Linked DNA regions of Mus musculus: region 1 is linked to region 2. A link is a contact called in public HiChIP or PLAC-seq data. All regions are on one chromosome and are shown on one strand. Each heading gives the region's core, a stretch centred on a gene start, on an enhancer-like site or on the middle of the called end of the contact. The rest is flanking DNA. Distances are from core to core; before and after follow the strand shown. Region 1 overlaps Macrod2 (mono-ADP ribosylhydrolase 2). Region 2 overlaps Macrod2 (mono-ADP ribosylhydrolase 2).

Region 1 (2,859 bases), core at 305-2,804, 340 kb after region 2:
TGTTATTAATTCCAAGGACTAGGAGATAGTTTATAAACTGCCGATGACATTGAAATATAATTATTCTCCTGTTGGAAATGGAAACCACCTCACTCTGAGCTTGTTGTTGGCCATTTCCTACTCTGAGCTGATTGGATGCTTGTCTATATGGTCAGAGAACTCAGCGGGACTCTACCATCAGCTCCCCCGTCTGGCAGCTCTTTTCCAGTTCTTAAAACTTCTAAAACTTTCCGCATAAGTATTGCCAGTTAACTCATAGACAGTTGCACTGTTCTTTGGCCCACATCTCAAACATTCCCCTGAGAGCTGTTTTCACTTTCTGCAGGGTACTTATAGTTTATCTCTGTAGGAGAATGGTTTTGAGTTTGGCACTTTGTCTATTTATTTCTCCTTCTAATAGAACTTACTTTGGAGCTAGCTAAGCCACTGCTAGCTGGCTTCCTAAGTGCTGCTCAAACCTCTTCTATCAGTGTGAAGCAGTTACCTTTTCCTGCAAAAGGCTTAAGAAAACTACAGACCCGAACTTTTTAATAGGGCTATGATGAAGAAATGTTCAAATACATTCAGGCTCACTTTACCTGTATCTTTTCAAAACAGGGTCTGTGTTGCTAAAAAATGTATTTGTAAAAAAACATTTTTCCAGGAGAGAGTCAAGACTTGGAGATCCATATTAATACCATCTCTGTATCTTAAAAAAATGAGGAAATCATTTTCAGCAAGAGAAACTTAGGGATGAGTGCCAACAACATAAATATAAGTTAGTATGCATTAAGAGAAGTGAGTGGCAAATCTGTATAACTCTGTGTGAGGGTCTTGGAGAATAGCTACACAGCAGGGCTGTTTTCCTACAAGACAAAGCAGACCCATAAAAACATGATTGGGAGTGAAATTTAGAATTGGCTGGTATCATCTTCCTCACTTCTTACAGCTTCTGACATGGTGAGTGCCCCGTAATGCCTTAATGCTCTTAAGAGAATAGTCATTGTTGGGTATCTTGGAGAAGGTAATATGGAACAGGGCTACAGTCTTCTTTTCACTATTATGCCATACCTCAAGTATACAAAGGCTACCAATAAATATTATGGTGCCTTCAGAGTTTACACTGACTTAGAGAGATTTTGATGAGAAAGGTCAACCTTTCTTGTTTTGGGGGCATTCAGGGACTTTTTCTGTGATCCTGAATTGAATTGCCAGTATCTCCTAATCTCTCAACTCTGACTGTTGGTAAGAGAAAACAATAGAAGGATTAATGGCTCAGTTGAGAAATGTTTGCTTGCTAGACAATGGGAAGGGAATTGGGTAGACATACTTATCCTTCCTGTTTACATTCAGTAATGTAACCAGGATATTAAAAAGTCTGTCTAATAAAGATGGTGGAGTTTCTTTTTTCCCAGTTGTAATTTCTTATTGTGAAAAGCTCATCAAATTGAGCAGGAGAAAGGAGAAAAGAGAAGAATGAAAAGATATTTGAGAAGTCAGTGGTGTAACAAAACAGTACTAGCAGCGAGAATGAAAGCAGGGTGGGTGGCACATGTCACTGAGCTTGCATGGAAATGGCAGGCATTTGTTCTCAGATGGAGGGAAAGGGAAGGAGGGAAGTTGGGAAGGAAGGAAGCAAAGAGGGGAGGGAGGGAGGAAGGAAGGAAGGGACAAGGGTGAGACTCCATTTGCTTCTGCATACCTAGAAAGCCAGCTGCTTCCACAAATGTGTGTGACATCTTATATACAGCCTAGTAGGTCAGTGGAATTATTTCCCATGTGGAGACACATAATCTTACAGAAGTAACGAAGATATCTTTAGCCGGGCAGTGGTGGCACACACCTTTAATCCCAGCACTTGGGAGGCAGAGGCAGGCGGATTTCTGAGTTCAAGGCCAGCTGGTCTACAAAGTGAGTTCCAGGACAGCCAAGGCTATACAGAGAAACCCTGTCTCAAAAAACCAAAAAAAAAAAAAAAAAAAGAAGAAGAAGAAGAAGATATCTTTGACTATGAATAACTAATGTAGTATTTGAATATAGAGCTCTTTTTCCCCTCATTGCTAAAGCAGACTTACTTTTGCAGTTGCTGATTTAATATTGCTGTGTGAATTTTGTTATCTGATTTGTGGTACCCTGTGAGGTCTATACATCAGGAGTCATTCATCTGATTCAATAGATCGAATGGAGTTTTCCAAAACCTTTTCTTGATGATTTGGCTAAAGGTAAAGCATTTCTCAGAATAAAAGTTAAACTGTGCTTATTTCCTGAAGGCCTACTATGTGTAGGTGCTGATAAAAGACAAGGAATCCATCCTGTCCCTGACACAGTGTTCTCTGAACTGAATGAAAATACAAAACAGGAAAAGTACAATTCTTTATTACGTACAGCAAGGCAAGAATGGTTACTTGTCAAATCTGTTGGTCCGTAAATCCATAGTTTGTCAGAGGCATCTGGGATACATAGCCTATCATCACTGTTGCCAGGAGACTGAGGTGTTTCCCCTTGAGGGGCCTTTCCTCAGGAAAAGCAGAAGCCTTGTAGTTAGTAATTATATGGAGTGGAGGTCAGAGACAGTACAGGCTTTAGAGTTAAGCAATGCTGTTTAAAGAGAGACAGACAGACCCTTAAGAAAAGGACAATTGTATGCATGTGTGTACGCTTGCCTGTGCACGCACAAGTTTCTAAGAAAGAGTCATATTTTAAGCATGTAAATAGCCATGTACATCCTTTTATAGCTTTGGAGTTAAATTACCCAAAAAAATATAATTTATAACTAGATTCAAAGGCTAAAAAAAAACCTTCAAAAATAAAATGTGGAAAATAAGTAAGCTGGGCTGGCCACTAAGTTTCAAGAACTTCTCTTTTGTAGTAAAAGTATAA
Region 2 (2,700 bases), core at 16-2,515:
TTATTTTTTTTTAAACCTGTGTACTATCTAAATTAACCCCTGATGCAAGGAGACTTTCCCCAGTGGACAACACATGTCCATCTTCCGGTTAGTGCACTTGCCAACCCCAAAGTGTACTTGTACAGGGCAAATGACAGTTGTGTAGGTGTGTACTCGGACTGTGACGATGGAGAAATGTCAGCTGCACCAGGCACAGATGAAACACCACCAAAACCTGAAGCGATTGATGTGGGCCTTCTTTATGTCACTGTATTTCTCCAGTATGTCTCCTGGAAGGCTCAAATGAGTTACAGGACCACATCATCACTCCTGAGCTATTGAATAATCGGAGTGACCATATCCATGAACCTTTTCAGTACCGAGGTTTCAGTACATTGTCACCAAAATTTCTTCCAGTGTAATGCATCATATAGACCCAGTGCAGACTTGAACATTTTCCCTTTTCTTTCCCTTTTAGCTTGAAGTTCTACTTCTTTAGAAGGGATACATTGCCTTTGGGCCGTTTCCTGCCTCATCTCTGAGCTCATCTTGGTATTTCTTTACCTACAGATCCTTTTAAAAGCTTAAGGGAAGAGTCACACAGCAAGTATGTTAGAGTTGTCCAAGATCTATCATTTTGCTTTTCTCAGGTCATATTTTCCTCCTTGGCATCTTCCTTTATATCTATGGACTTTGTTTTGCAATGAGCATAGCCTGTTTTTCCTAATTCACATTTCCATTGATCTGTGTCACATGTTTAGTACTCCAACTTTGTGCAACTTAGTAATCACCCTCAACTCTAGAAGCAGTTCCATGACCACAGAGAGAGCACTGGGTGATTGCTTTCCAGCCTAAGATAAGCCTCTATAAGAGTACACTACACTCAGCATCTGTCTCATCATGTGTGCGTTTTGCATCTTAAACCATAAATAGTGTGGCTTTCTAATTCGGTCTGCATTAATACTATCTGAAGGTGTTATTGAAACTGAGACGCCTAGGACCCAGCTCTAGAAAATTTGATTCCACAGCTCTGAATCAAAGAAGAACATGTGCTTCTAAGAAGTTTTCAAGCCATGCTGCTGCTGCTGCCTCCGCTTTGTGGACCACAACATAAAACACCAGTAGTGGCACTGAGATTTGCAAGTAGTCTCTTTCCGGAGTATGTTTCTTTCTAAAGTACAAAGAGTGTGGCGTGTGCTTTCCAGGTGTTCTGAGCTATGGCCTCTGTTGATAAGAGCTGCTTCAGAATTGTATTCCCTTCCCTGGCTGCAGCTCAGATAAAACGACTAGACAATGCAGGGAGTGCCAAGGTCTCTCTGTTTTGTCTTGATCATGATAATTCTGTGGGCCCTTCCTGCTCCAGTCTCTCTCCTTAATCTTGCTTCCATGGCTCCTAAGAGCACACTCCGATTAAACTCTATCTCAGTGTTAGTTACCACAGAATCTGGCACACAGCCATAGATAATAATATAATGTATTGTTAGTATGGATTTGACATTAGTTAGATATCACAATTTGTATGTAGGAGCTTGGGAACCTTGCTTTTTTCCTTCATTTTCAGACACATAGTAGGGTCATGTCAAAGTTCTTGATTCTTTCTCGCTTCTGTTTCCTGAGCTGCAGAATTTCTTAGGCCTCGGCAACCCTTCTCTGTAGTCATACGGGATCAATGTCTACCTTTCTGTTTATTTGTGCTCTAGTTGGGAAAGCATTCCCACAGCATCCATTGTTAGACTCCACATTTGCTCTATTTCATCCATAACAAACACCACCAGAGGCAAAGCACATGTCTTCCATGCAGCTGGTTGCTGCTGTGTGGTGGCCCAGGAGTTAGATGCTTCTCTCAGGATAATACCGATCGCTGCCTCTTGTGCTTCAGACGTGCCAGGCACTCCTCTGAACACTTTGAAACATTTATTATTTTAATCCTCGTCTCAGCCTTAAGAAAAGGGCACTGTGATCCTTATTTCGCAGAAGACATGGCAGCACTGGGAGGCTTAGTAACTTATTAGAGTCATATGTTGGCAAAGAGGGAGAGCCATGCTTCAGGCCCAGGAATACCAGTGTCTGGAGTCTGCACTCCTCACACAGAGCCCACGCTGCAGATTATCACCTTTTACGCACTCCTGGTTGTCAGTTATGCTCATTTTTGGTCGATATAATTTAAATAGTTAATTCAAGTATAATTCCACATTATATAAGTTACCAATTTAATGTATATTATTCAATATTAGCATATATTAAATTATAAGAAATGAACTCTACAATACAACCCGTTTTAAGTATACAATTTAGACTATCCACAACGTTGTGTGCCTTTTGAACTTTTTCTTTATTATAGAAGCAGCTCTGTAACCATTAAATAACAATTCTACATCTCACCCATGTTTTAGAAACTCCTGAGCTATTTTCTGCGCTCACGGAATTGCCTAGGTAACTCCTGACAGTGACATCCGGAAGCATTCTCCCTTTGGTCCCCTATTCATTTTGCTTAGCATTGTGCTTTTAAGGCTTATTCATGTCGTGACAAGTACCAGAGTGTCAATCATTCTTAAGCTTGGATAGCATATTGAATATATATATATATATATATATATATATATATATATATACACACACACACACACACACACACACACACACCTGCTATTATTTATTAACTCATCCATTGGTAGATACTTGGGTTGTTCCTGTTGGCTTTTGTGGATACTGAGTCTCTTT

The links. HiChIP or PLAC-seq counts read pairs in DNA pulled down with a chosen protein or histone mark.
Region 1: an H3K27ac HiChIP or PLAC-seq map of extraembryonic endoderm stem cells shows a contact between it and region 2. The contact joins two enhancer-like sites. A contact is called at or near these places in 2 of 115 datasets of contacts at active chromatin or transcription factors (extraembryonic endoderm stem cells and trophoblast stem cells).

Annotation. Positions count from the first base shown.
Region 1 is chr2:141,049,942-141,052,800 of GRCm38.p6, forward strand. All of the region lies in intron 5 of Macrod2 (mono-ADP ribosylhydrolase 2), which reads left to right. Among named protein-coding and RNA genes, the nearest start is that of Flrt3, 380 kb to the left of the region's middle. Within about 2 kb of position 1,555, at least 4 of the 459 cell types and tissues checked have an H3K27ac peak or open chromatin away from gene starts, as enhancers often do. A contact at or near this core is called in extraembryonic endoderm stem cells, where this site is marked.
Region 2 is chr2:140,706,521-140,709,220 of GRCm38.p6, forward strand. All of the region lies in intron 3 of Macrod2 (mono-ADP ribosylhydrolase 2), which reads left to right. Among named protein-coding and RNA genes, the nearest start is that of Flrt3, 36 kb to the left of the region's middle. Within about 2 kb of position 1,266, at least 7 of the 459 cell types and tissues checked have an H3K27ac peak or open chromatin away from gene starts, as enhancers often do. A contact at or near this core is called in extraembryonic endoderm stem cells, where this site is marked.